2 separate regions of the Mus musculus genome follow, and region 1 is linked to region 2. The links are chromatin contacts, called in public Hi-C maps. All regions are on one chromosome and are shown on one strand. The core of a region is the stretch at or near the end of the contact, and the rest is flanking DNA. Distances in the headings are between cores, read along the strand shown.

What was found. A called contact is a pair of places that touch in the nucleus more often than the background predicts.
Region 1: a contact with region 2 is called in a Hi-C map of uterus, with 3 times the contacts expected there. The contact joins two enhancer-like sites. A contact is called at or near these places in 1 of 484 Hi-C or Micro-C datasets (uterus) and 1 of 115 datasets of contacts at active chromatin or transcription factors (pancreatic cancer cells).

The regions. Positions count from the first base shown.
Region 1 is chr11:117,233,956-117,240,375 of GRCm38.p6, reverse strand. It overlaps a transcript of Septin9 not described here. Among named protein-coding and RNA genes, the nearest start is that of Gm39478, 29 kb to the left of the region's middle. Within about 2 kb of position 4,760, at least 80 of the 459 cell types and tissues checked have an H3K27ac peak or open chromatin away from gene starts, as enhancers often do. A contact at or near this core is called in pancreatic cancer cells and uterus, where this site is marked.
Region 2 is chr11:116,643,956-116,650,697 of GRCm38.p6, reverse strand. Cygb (cytoglobin) reads left to right here. Exons shown (of 4, transcript NM_030206.4): 2 at 683-914; 3 at 1,252-1,415; 4 at 3,706-5,103. The coding sequence ends at 3,739. Among named protein-coding and RNA genes, the nearest start is that of Cygb, 7.0 kb to the left of the region's middle. Within about 2 kb of position 3,192, at least 70 of the 459 cell types and tissues checked have an H3K27ac peak or open chromatin away from gene starts, as enhancers often do. A contact at or near this core is called in pancreatic cancer cells and uterus, where this site is marked.

The sequences.
Region 1 (6,420 bases), core at 3,511-6,010, 590 kb before region 2:
CGACTGCAAAGACGGAGCAGCAGCGGCAGCAGGCAGCAGTGGGCAGCATGAACCTTGACCCTGCCTTACCCCAGACTCTTAGCTGAAGCATAAAAACAGAAACTATCAACATACTAGAAGAAAACTGGCAGTACCTTTGCAACTTGGCAAGAGACAATTCTTATAAAACACAGAAAGTGAAAACCACAGAGGAAAAAAGAGAAAGAAATTGCAAAATGAGACTTCACCAAAAGCGATGGGGACACACTTATGCTTATTTAAAAAAAAAAGAAAAAAGAAAGAAAGAAAAGAAAAAAAAACATGATTAACAAAAGGAATGGCCAAGCCACAGACTGAAATAAACTCCTTGCAAAGCATACATCTGACAAAAGACCAATATCCAGAAGTAATGAGGAAGAGTTGAGCCGTCCAATTTGAAAATGAGCAACAGATTTGAGAAAGATATTTTACAAAGGAAAAATACATGAATAGCTGGGAAGGTCATGAAAATGTGCTGGGCCACATTAGTCATCAGACAGATGCAAAATTAAAGCCAGAGTGAAATAGCACCCACACCCCCACCGCCAGAATGACTAACATTTAAGACTGACAGCAGCAGATGCCAGTGTGAACGCACACCACTGCACACTGCCGCTGGGACTGAAGCCGGATGGCTGCTGTGGGTGAAGATGTAGAAGTTTCTCCCGGAACTAAATAGACACCAAGGGTCTAGGTGCTCCCATGAGACAGATGAAGCAGCTCTCATGAAAGACCAGGATAAGATGTTCATCACGGAGGCCCAACCAGAGGAAACAGGAAAATGTCAAAGCCACAGAAGGGTCGGGCGGAGAGTAGGACCCAGCATGGAACACGCCATGGGGACCCACAGTACTGAGCGACTCTGCCAACATTCGAACTGGATAAAGGAACCCAGGGTGGGAAGTTCCCTGGAGGATACAAAGGCAGCAGCTGTATAGGAAGGGACAGGGGACTGTCCAGGTGATGTCAGTGTTCCATGTTGTGGCTGCAGTTGGAACACACGGTGCATTTACCTGTAAAAAATCACAGGATGGCATGCACAGCATCCAGGAGACACAGAAATGTGGAGAGAGAACCACAGTGGCTAACGATCCATGAGCAGAGGGAGGAGAGGTCATGAGTACTGGTACCTGCAACTTATTAAAACTGCCTCAGTCACCCGGCATGGTGGCACTTGTCTTTGACATCACCCTTTGGGAGATGGAGGTAGAAGGATTAGAAGTTCAAGGCCAACTTTAGCTACAGGAGATTGAGGGTTGCCTGGGCTACATGAGACTCCGTCTCAAAGACAAATTAATTAGTCAACCAAATATGTCTGAGGAGAGCCTGATTGCTGGTGGACAGATGCACACCTAACAAGGAACACTCACGGTAGGGTCCAGCAGGTGGGTGTGTGGGCAGGGTTTCACCGTCTGTCTTCTTGTTTGAAATGTTTTCAGAAAGTTAGAAAATTGGGGCCTGAGCTAGTAAAGAAGTTCTATTGCCTACTGAATGGGCACCTGGGTTCAATCCCAGTGCCATGTAAAAGCTAGGTATGGCTGAACATGCATGTGTATACAGCCACACACACACACACACACACACACACACACACACTCACACACACAAGTCATTTTTGAAAACCAAGGTAATAAACAATACCGGAAGACAACGTTGACCTCCACGCCCGCTCACTGACCACACACACACACACACACACACACACACACACACACACACACACAAGTGGGCTGGAAAAACTTGAGAGATTGAAACACTTCAAACAAAACCTAGGAAAATACAGTACAGAAAGAGTCAGGGGGCACCAGCCTCCTCCCCCGGGTGCCATAGGCTGGGATTGGAATTCAGTGGCTCCTTCTTATTATTTCCTGAGGGTCTCCTCTTGCCGCTTCCCTCCCCTTCAGCCTAATCAAGTTGTACTGGCAGCTCTGCAGCAGCATGCAGCCCTTCTGCAGAGCCAAGGAAAGCAATACCCAAGTACATGGGCTTTTAAGAGCTTGCACCGCCCCCTGCTGGACAAAAAGATCCCTGCAGCTGCCTCTCTATTTCCTGCAAGTAGAGAGTTAGCCCTTGCTGGGCCACCAACACCCTGCAAATAGACAGTGTTGATCAATAGGCTTTGCCTGTCTATAGAACACACCCACCACGTCCACAGTGACTATCCAGGTCCTTGAGGATGGTCCTTGCCCACCAACACAGGTCACAAACGCAGACCAAGGCTACCCTCTCCAGGCAGGACACCAATCCCCAACCCTTTCTCGCCACCTTGGGCTGGGACACCAGGCAGAACCCTGAATCTGTAAGGTATACCTTCTTCTTCTTCTTCTTCTTCTTCTTCTTCTTCTTCTTCTTCTTCTTCTTCTTCTTCTTCTTCTTCTTCTTCTTCTTCTTTTTGTTTGCATGAATGTCTGTGCATGGTGTGTGTCTGTCTGGTACCCTCAGAAGCCAGGAGGAATCATTAGAGTTACAGATGGTTGTGAGCTGCCATGTGGGTGCTGGGGATGAAAACTGGGTCCCCTGCAAGAGCCTTAACTGCTGAGCCATCTCTCAGGTCCTGGAGTACTCTCTTCATTATTGATAGCTATGTCCTGTGACATACACCACACATGTCAACACACACGTGGCTGGGAGCCCTGAACTGGAGAGACCGTCGCCTAGGACACCGGCTGGCCTTATCCAAGTCCAGACTGAGGGCTTCCCAGGATGAGCATGGGGCAAACAGAACAGAGTCAGAGGCCATTTCTTTCCCACCCATTTCCACAGCACCCCTCTCCACTCACACCCTCCTTGGCTCTAACGTCAGAGCCTTTGTTTTTGAGGTCCTCTCTGCCCATGGCTTTTGAACTGTTGGTTTTCTCTGGCTGTTCAAGCCCCCAAGTCAGTCCACCCCTCAGTTGTAGGAGCTTCTAATAACTCCCCATAAACACACACCACCGCAGCCTGGGGAGCTCGGTCAGCAATGTCTTGCAAACAGGATGACCCGAGTTCAAAATCTCAGAACCCTGGTAAAGAGCCTGGTATGGTGACGTGTGCAGTTTCAGCCCAGGTGGGTCCTCAGAGCTCGATGGCCACCTGGCCTACACAACAAGCTCCAGGCTGTTAAGCGACTCTGTCTCAAAACATGTGGTGGGTGGTGCCTGAAGAACAATAGCCAAGGCTGTCCACTGGCTTCTACATGTGCGCACACACACACATACAGACACCACATCTCCTGCTCAAACCCATGTGACAGGCAATGCTGAAGGAATCAAGTGGCCAGGTGGTGTGCTATTCTCCACTCTTCATTGTAAGCTTCAAACCCAGGCGGGTGCTGTGAGGGTAACAACTGTCCACGGAGCAGGAGAAAGTACCGACAGGATAGATCAAATAAGGATCTAATAACCAGCATATATAAAGAGCTCCCTCAACTCAATAACAAAGCAACTTGACTCAAAAATGGGCAGAGCCTGGTGTGAAGGCACACACCTGTAATCCCAGCACTTGATAGGCGGAGGCAGGACCATCAGGGGTTCAAGGCCACCTCAACTATTACTAGTCTTATAACCAGCCCAACACCAGCTACACAGGGAGAATGGTGTCCCCCACAAACGCCTACCACCCCAGACTCTTACTCTGGTACTCTCACACCCCATATCCCCATACCCCTACCACCCCATACGTCTATCCCCCCCCAACACAGAGAGCAGTGTCTGGGAGAAAAGGCTCTTGGGCAAGCTATATGGCTCAACTGGTAAAGGTGCTTGTCACTAAGCCTGATGACGTGAATTCTGTTTCTGCACCCAAATGATGGAAACAGAGAACAGATTTCTTCAAGTTGTCCTCTGACCTCCACACGTGTCAGGGCAAATGTACACAAACACAGATAGACTCTTTTTTTTTTTTTTCTTGAAAGGAAAAAAAAAAAAGGAAAGGCTTTTTGTGGATAGAATGTGGTGGCTTAAGTTGTGATCATCCCAGCTGCCCAGAGGCCTTAAATATCCTCATTTTTAGAAAGGCAGAGGGAGATCTGAGAGAAGCCGGTCACGAGACAGCAGAGGCAGAAGCCAAGAAAGCCGACGCTGCTGGAGCCACCAGGAGCTGGGAAAGCATTGGGCCAAGAGCTGCTTGGAGCTTCAGAAGGAGCTAGCCCTGCCCAGCTCGTTCTGCTTCTGATTTCTGACCTGCAGAGCTAAGCAAAGTCACAGCAATCCATCAGTCACAGCTGGAGCCCGCCAGAGGCTCTGCGGCCAGCCCAGAGGTGGGAGATGAGAGGACTGAATGGGGCAGTGAGCCTCCAGAGAGCCCCGGTTGTCTGCCTGCCCCGTGGCAGAGAAGACCTGGGACCCTGGTGTCTCACTACACAAACCAGACCCCAGCCAGGAGCATACATCCAATGCCAGGGCAGTTGGACCCTTGCAGAGAGCCATGTGTGGATTCCTTACTGGGCAGTGTCTCCCATGATCCCTGTCTGTGACTGCCCCATTGGCCTAGCCTTTCTCACCCTCCCTGTCCTCTCCTTGTCCCCTGGCTGAGTAGAAAGCTCCCTTTTAGAGAGTCAGCCTCTCTCTCTCTCTCTCTCTCTCTCTCTCTTTCTCCCCACCCCGTGCTGAAACACAAGCGCTTGGAACAAGATAAAACTGCTTAATTTCTAAGAGCCACAAAGCCAATCCAGAAGACTGAAAAGAGAAACCACGCCGACCCTTGGCTGAGAACGCAGCATCCCGTGCCTCTGGGGCCTGTCTCTGCTCAGTGACTCATGCCAGCCCTGCTGAGGAGCCTGAAGCATTTGCCTGGGGAAATCTCTGAGAGGACCCCGGGCCAGCCCCACAAGGTGGGAGGGGGAGCGGAAAGGAAAAGAAAGGACAGGGCAGAGCTAAGGATGCCCACTCAAGCCCTGAACCTCTTCCCTGCGGCTAGAAGGTCCCATGGCCCCAACCAGGGCAAGACCACACCCTTGACCACACCTCCTGGGCAGCAGGGCTGGACCGGCTTCAGCCACCAGTCCTTGGGGCATCCAGCCAGCCAGGTCTCCATCCACTGGAGTGCCCTGGCCCACAGCCTCCCAGCGTGGAAGCAGGGATGGAAGGAGGCAGCTTTCATAGCATCTGACACTGAGACAGAATGGCAGGATACAGCACAGCCAGCTGGAAACGGGGAGCCAGCCAAGTGCACACCAAAACCTCAGAAGCCCACCAAGGGGAGGGACTCAGTCTCACTCTACAGATAAGGAAACTGAGGGCAAGCCACAAAGTAATCTGCTCAAGGCCACCCTGCAGGGACAGGGCAAGAGCCTGACTTCCCCGGGGACTGGGGTTAGGATTAGGGCTCCAACTGACCCTAATTAATCAACTGGGTGAAGACCAGGCTGGAGGAGGGGTGGGGGTTTTCCTCTTCTGTCCTAGTCTGGCCATTTACGGCTGAGTTTTGGTTAAGAAAACTTTTGTAAAAATACATCCAAATGAAGGGTTCCTAGAGCGACAGTCATGCCTAGCATGGTGGCCTGTGCCCAGATCCAGTTACTCAGGAGGCTGAAGTAGGGTAATCCTGAGTTTGAGATCAACCAGGGACACATAGCAAGACGACACCTCAAAATGAAAAAAAGAAAATGTAAATGTCGGGGAGAACTGCAACTGTACAGCACCTCCAGGCACAACTGAGGCCCTGGATTCCATTCACAGCCCCCCCAAAAAAAAAGAGGGGGAGGGGAGGACTGGTCTTTGGCCGTGACCCATCCTAAGAGAAGGCACCACGTGAGGATGTAGCTCACTGGTAGAGTGTATGGCCCTGGCACAGTACCCTGGTCCATTCCCAGCATCACATAAACCTGCGGCAGGTTTGTAATCCCAGCAACCTGACCATAGAGGCAGCAGGATTGGGAGTTCAATACCATCCAGGACTACACAGTGAAATTGGGGCCAGGTAACCTGCCTCAAAACAAACAAAAGGAGAAGGTCTCGCTCTGGTCCGGTGCTGCGCTGTCCTTGGCTAAGGGCACCAGTGAGGGTCGGGTGGTGAAGGCCAGGATCCAGGGCTCTCAAAGGCTGCTTTGTTCTCTGGTCAGCCTGTGAATCTCCAAGCTTCCACCCTTGAGTCTCAAGGGAACCACCTCTCCCTCATGCGAGCCTCTCAAATACCCTGCTGTCACCTACCTGGGCTGGGCCCTGTCATGCACAGAATGAAGGCTGGGCTGGACACATGTGTGGCTTAGTGGTTGAGGAGGCCCTGAACCCAAAACCCAGTACAGCCGCACAGACAAGTGCAGGCCCCTGTCAGCCAGCCGCTAACACAACTGTCATTTTACAGCTGGTCACGAGGAGGTGGCAGGGCCAGGCTTCCTGGGGGTGGGGTGAGGATACATCACCACCTGTGCAGGCCTCGGAAGCAGCTGCTAGTGTCCCCTGCCATGTTGCCTCTACAAACTGG
Region 2 (6,742 bases), core at 1,943-4,442:
ACGTGGATAATGCTCTTGGTCATTGTCAGACTCTTCCTGCCAAAACCAGCTGTGGCCACAGACGGGTTGGCCAGCCGGGTGTTCTACGTCCCCCCCACATCAGACTCTCTGGCCTGAGCCACAAGCTGTGAGCTCCTCTAATGTCTCAGCGACACAGGTCAGGACACTTTATATACTCTTTCTGAAGAACTCTCACTGAGTCCCAGCAAGGAGGGCCCGACGCCGGGGTGATGGGTCAGAGCGTTTGTGAGACCCTCCCTCTGCTTATGGTTCAGGGTCTGGTCTGACAGACTAAGAGGGTAGCAGAGAAAACCACCCAGTGGCACTAATGGCCATGGAGAAACAGCCACCCTAGGTGACCAGAAAGGAGCAGGTCTGACATGGGGCATGTGTCAGGCATCCCACTGCATCATGGGAAGGAAGGCTGGCAGATGCTAAGTGCATCTGTCTGGCTGGGACAGAGGGGACTCTGGGCAAAGGCAGTGTAGGCACAGCTCAGTCAGTGGTCCCAGAGGGACCTGGCCAGAGGGAGAGCCTGTGATGGATGGACATCTCTGTATGAGAGTAAGAACCATTACCAGGGTGGGGACATAACTACTTCTCCCCCGCCTCCATCTTGGCCATTCCGGAGGGACTCAGAGGGAGCCCCCTGCTTCAGCACCCACCCCCTTCCTCCTACCAGGTTCTTTGTGAACTTCCCTTCGGCCAAGCAGTACTTCAGCCAGTTTAGACACATGGAGGATCCCTTGGAGATGGAGAGGAGTCCCCAGCTGCGGAAGCACGCCTGCCGGGTCATGGGGGCCCTCAACACTGTCGTGGAGAACCTGCATGACCCAGACAAGGTATCCTCTGTGCTCGCCCTGGTCGGCAAGGCCCACGCCCTCAAGCACAAGGTGGAACCTATGTACTTTAAGGTACGTCCGTCCTTTTCTTTGCTCTTGTCCAGAGCCCGCAGGCCACTGGGCCATAGCTCCCTACAACCTATAGCTCTGGGAGGGCTCCTGAATAGCAGAGATGGCTACCGTGCTGCTAGCCTGTTCCCCTGGAGAGGCTGTGGCCAGAAGGGGACACAGCAGGAGAGAGAGGTAGGACCAGCCCAGTGCAGTCCTTGTCCTGAGAGCATGGTCTCCAGTAACCACCAGGCTGTTAGTTTGTGTCACACAAGCCAGTGTGACCCTAGCAGGGATCCTGGGGACGGTGGGAGGCAGGGTGCTCAGGCGCTTACCCCCACCTTCCCTCCTTTGCCCCCAGATTCTCTCTGGGGTCATTCTGGAGGTGATCGCCGAGGAATTTGCCAATGACTTCCCTGTGGAGACGCAGAAAGCCTGGGCCAAGCTGCGGGGTCTCATCTACAGCCACGTGACCGCAGCCTACAAGGAAGTGGGCTGGGTACAGCAGGTCCCCAACACCACCACGTGAGGAGCGGGTGAGGGTGGGCTGGGCAGCCTCCCTGCGGTGTCCTCTCTTGTCCCCCCGGGCTTCCCATCTCTCCTGGGACCAGGAACCCTTCAGGCTTGCAGACACATTGAAAAGCAGACACAAGGCAGAGGGCCTGTGAGACAGCGCCCTTCTCACTGCAGGCCAGCTCCTGTCCAGCCCTGACTCTTGGCTACACAGAGCTGTGAACTCCAAGTAGATTTATCTGGGCAGTGCTTCTCCTTGTCTGGAGCAGGGAGAGTTCAGATCAGCCAAGGTTATGATGATTTCCCGGCAGGGCGATGGCTCCTCAGGCTCAGAGCAGAGTGGGCCAACTACACCCTTCCTCCCTGATACCAATCCTATAGGCCTGTTTCCCATTCACAGTGACCAGTCTGTACTTCCATCCACCGTCTGCCTTAACAGAGCTGGAGCCAGGAAGGTCACGAGGACACATACACATGCCCAGCCCACAAGGGACCTACACGGGTGTCACGCCCATGGACAAAACTAGGGGGATATTTACTTCCAGTCTGACCAGTGGAAGGCTTCCACTTCTAGGCTCCGACAGGGTGGCCGGACTCAGTGACTCCTTGCTGGCTGGAAGCGCCAGCGAGGGCTGGGCTGGCCTTCGAATGTGGCCGGCGGCTGGGAACACTCAGACCCCCCTAGACCTCCAAGAGGGAGCTGAATGGAAGGGCAGAGGCAGAACTGAAGGAGGAAGGAGGAGAGCGGAGGCGGGAACAGGAACCAGGGGTCAGCCAGCGGCTTGAGACACGTGTTGTAGAGAAATATTCCCAGCAGTTTCCCATGGAAAAGGCTCTTCTAAGGCCCCCGTGCCACCTCCTGTTTACGGGCCTCCCTGCCCAGCTCTGCAGAGGTCACCAGGGGCAGGGAGAGGCTGGGTCTGCTGCCCTTCCTGCCACTGACCAACCAGTCCACTCGTGCCTCTTCCCAATATCAGCAGCTCCCCAGGAGAGCAGACAGAGTTCTCAGGAATTGTTCCTTGCCTCCAGGTCAATTCCAGATGTGTACAGCTGGACCTAGCCTGCCCCCCAGACCCTGGAGTTTTACCTGCCAGAGAAGGGCATTGGCCAGGCTGGAAAACTGAGGTTACCTCCGGTTGCCACTGAAAGAGACCAGGGAGGAGACTGGAAGGGGAGATGTCAGAGGGGCTCACCCCCCACCCCCACCCCCACCTCTCCCCCCACCTCTCCCCCCACCTCTCCCCCCCCCCCAGGCAGGCGCTGCAGCCTGAGATGAGTTTGTTTACAGCCACGGACACAAGACTTCCTGCTTTTGGAGAAAAGAGCTTTTTACAGGGCCTAGAGGGACTGCAGGGAAGAGCTGGCCAGCCAGCCCCAGTGAATCAGAAACACATGGCCAGAGAGCTCCCCCGCCCCTCCTGCCCCAGCTGGACCCCAGGGACTTAGTTCTAGCCAAACCTCAAGCGCCTGTCCCCCTTTGGTCCTAGTAAGCTGAATGAGGGTAGATGATGAGGCGCCAGACACCCCAGGGCTTAGCCACCTCTCCCCACCTCTCCCCGGGGCCTGAGCACCCACACGGGGTCTCCCTAGCTGTCCCATTGGGATCTTCTTCTCCTCCCTTAACAGCCATCATCCCCATCTCTGGTGTCCTGGGGGCCTAGGCATGGGCCACGGCCTGTGAGACCCCACCTACTGGCGGGATCTCCTTGCCTCACAGGGCAGGGTGGAGTCTCAGGGCCAACTTCTAGAAGGGCCCTGTCCAACTTCTCTTATCAGGGAAACAGAGTGAGCCAGACCACACTGTTTATTGAACTGTCTCTGCTCCGGGCTGTGTGACTCTGTGTGGGTGGAGGGGTTCTGGGACGGGGCTAAAAGGAGTTTCATGGATGAAGACATTACCACACAGAAGCCAGGGAGCACTCGCTCTGCTGCGCCAAGCAGCACAGCCTATTTCCAGATGAACGGAAAACAAGTTCAGGCTGGCTCTCCCTGTGACATCGTAGAGTGTGTGACATCGTAGAGTGTGTGAATCGCTTCTGTCCTCAGTGGGCAAGCATATACGACGCCGGTCGCATTTTAGAGGGACAGATCCAGGCCCCTTGTGGGCCACCCAACTGGCTTGAGGTAGCACAGTGAGGTTGGAGGTAATGGGGGGTTGTGCAGCGGTGTTGGGTCTCTCAGCAGAAAGGGTCCCATCCCAAGACCCCCAAGTCACCTCTCCCGGTACCTCAGGTGTCCCATCATCCACCTTTCCCCACTGACCCCTGTAACCTGTTACCTTCATCTCCTGTCTCATCCACAGCCCACCAGCCACTCTGCCCTCTTCAGGGCCGTAAGACCCCTCCCAGCTCCCCCCTCCCTGGCAGCACTTTGGGCAGAAGGCCGACTTCTGAAGACACGCATTGACCTTCCATTTCTGGGTGCCAAGGAAGCTGGAGGAACCCCTGACTCGACTTCCCGAAAGGAGGCCTTCATCATGGCTGTGGTCCCCCCAGGCTACTGGGAGGTGGGGCTGGATCCCTGGATGCTGAATCTAGCAGAGGGGAATCCCTCTGCCTCACAGCAGGGGCACACTCTTCTTAGCTTTTTCTACTGACTGTTAGAGAGGGACCTGGCAAAGTGGCCGGTGGGAAGCGAGGACAAGCCCGTGAGTCACTTCAGAAAGGAACTATCCCTGCTTCACTCTGCCCGCCAGCATGCAGGTTCTCCTCGCCATCTCTAGAGCATCACGCACACACATCTACCATATACACAGATATATTCTATATACTATCTATATATAAATATATATAACACACACGTACATATCTATCGAGTGCGCCTGCAGGCCCAGAAGCCTAGGTCTTGCCCAGCCGTGGGAGGCCAGAAGAGTCCTGGCCATCTTTCTGGGCAGCTCTACCGGGAGCAGGGTGAAAGCTGGCAACAGCACAAGAGGAGGGGCCAGGTGGGAGAGTTGGGGTGAGTCAGCTTGCTCCTACAGCTCAGTGCCCTGCATTCCTGCCCTACCCCCACAAAACAAGAGAATCCCAGAGCTTGGGAGGCGGAGGAAGGACAATCGTTGCGTCTGAGGTCAGGTGGTCATCTACCTGGTCTCCACGGTGGTGAGTTTCAGGCTAGCTGGGGCTACACAGGAAGACCTCGGGTCAAACGGAAGAAAAAAAAAAAACATAAAGATCTGGCTCCCCTCTCCTCTCCTCCCCTCCCCTCCCCTCCCCAAGGGTTTGCCTGACTGGCTTGTCCTGGAAAGGGCAAGGATCAGGGCACACACCAAGAGTTCAGGAGATCCCAATGGGATGTTGGCCAGTGTATGTGTCCGGTATATGGGGGTGGGGGTGAGGGGCAGCCTCAGTGTGGAGCCCTAGAATGTCAGCCTCACCTGCTCACTTCAGACAGCAGCCAGGCCACAGGACGGGGGCTGTCCTCACACCCCTCAGCAGACCAGGGCCTCTCTCTCCTGCCCTCCTCTGGGGCCACCTGCTCACCCTCTCCACATAGTCTCCTTAACATTGCTGGGAACCCCGTGTGTACCCCTTGGTCACGTGTACTGTCCTGGAAGATGTCTTACTGCTGTGGCTACCGTGCCTGCGTCCCCTCTGGTCCCACCCTCGCACAGCCTTCCTGTAACTGCCTGTCTTTTGTAGTTTCTGATGTTTGTAACCAGATCCAGCTGTGTCATTAAACCAGGTCTGTTCTTCCTGTCTCTGGCCTCTGCTTGATCTTTTCCTCCTGGACCTGCCGTCACCCCTCTCTCCCCTCAGCAGTTCTAGCTAAGGGTGGTTTCATTGAAAACAGTTCCATTGAGGGAACCCCTTCCCTTGTGCTGGCTCTAGCTGCTCCTGGGTGGGGCACTCTGAGTTGGACTGTCGATTGCTCAGAGGCTAAGAAAAAAAGGGCAGAAGTTGGATTTTATAGGAGCAAGGGATGGGTCTGTCTTACTAAAACTTCAGAGAAGCTAGGACTATCTGGTTTAGAGCTTTCTTGGGAGGTTGAGGCGGGGTGGGGGTGGGGGTGGGGGTAAGTCACAAGTTTAAAGCCAGCCTGAGCCACTTAGTAAGTCCTTATCTCAAAATAAAAAATAAAGAAAGCTGAGGGTCCAGCTCAGGGCAAGAACATTGGCCTGGCCATACCCAGGCCCTAGGTTTAATCTCCAGAAATAAATAAATAAATAAATAGATAAATAAATAAATCAGTGCCTTTTGGATTTTGTCCAGGAAATCTGGCAAGGACAGGGTCAGTGTGGGATAAAGGGAGTGTTGTCAGAGCTGGGCTTGGTAGCACACATGTGTCATCTGAGCACCCACCAGACGGGGAATGGAGGATTACAAGTCAGAGGACAGCCTGGGCTACATGATAAGCCCCTGCCTCAAAAAGGGGTGGGGTGGGAGTACTGTCCAGCTGTCCATGCAGACGGGCCCTGGTCGTGTACACTAGTGACATAGCCAAAAATTAAACCTCAACCTTCTAGGCCTGCGCACAGACATTTCACTCGAGATGCTGAATAGGCCCCGATGCTTCCGGGATCAGCCCTTGGGTACAGCAGAAAAGGAGCCCTGCTGGAATTAACCTTCAACCCTAAGCTCTCAGCCCAGAAACTCTTCCCAAGCCCCGCTGAGCAAGGCCTGTCCATCCCCCCATAGCAATGGTCACAACAGCAGCATCAAGTCTCTGAGGAGAAACCAAGGAGGTCACCATAGGGAGGGGTACAGGAGAACCGGAAACCGCTTCTGCCCCTTGGGAGGGCTTCAGGCTGTCTGAGAGGACTCAGCTAACAAGGGGAAAAGTCTTGTCTCCCAGTTCCTGCACTTGAATGTAGGCCGCTCCTCTCTTCATCTCCTGGGCGCCTGGCACAGCAGAGAACTCGCTGGAAATCCAAAGAATAAATAAATAGCAGTCTTAGAAAGCAACACAAACACACGGGCCAAGAGTGAGCCGGGAACCGGAGGAGGATGCAGGGTGCTGAGAGGGCAGCGCAGGCCAGGCCTTTCCAGAGAGAGAGCATGCCAGACTGGTGGCCTCCGAGTTCACACTCAGTCGGCGGCGCTGCTGTGTGACTCTGGGCAAGAGAGCAAATCTTTCAGAGCTTCCATTTGAAAATAGGAAGCCCGGTGTGGTGATGCTCCCAACACTGGAGAGGCCGAGGAAGAAGGACTACAAAGCAAGACACAATGTTAATTCCTTTAAGCAAAAGTCGGCCTTGCAAGACAGTGGGAGGAGCATGGGGGCGGGGTGCAAGAAAGGTGTTCGGAACGGGGCGGGCTGGCCAGACTCTGAGAACCAGGAGAGCCGAGGACAAACTGAGCCGCTGAGCAGGAATCCCGTGAGAGACACTGGGAGGAGAT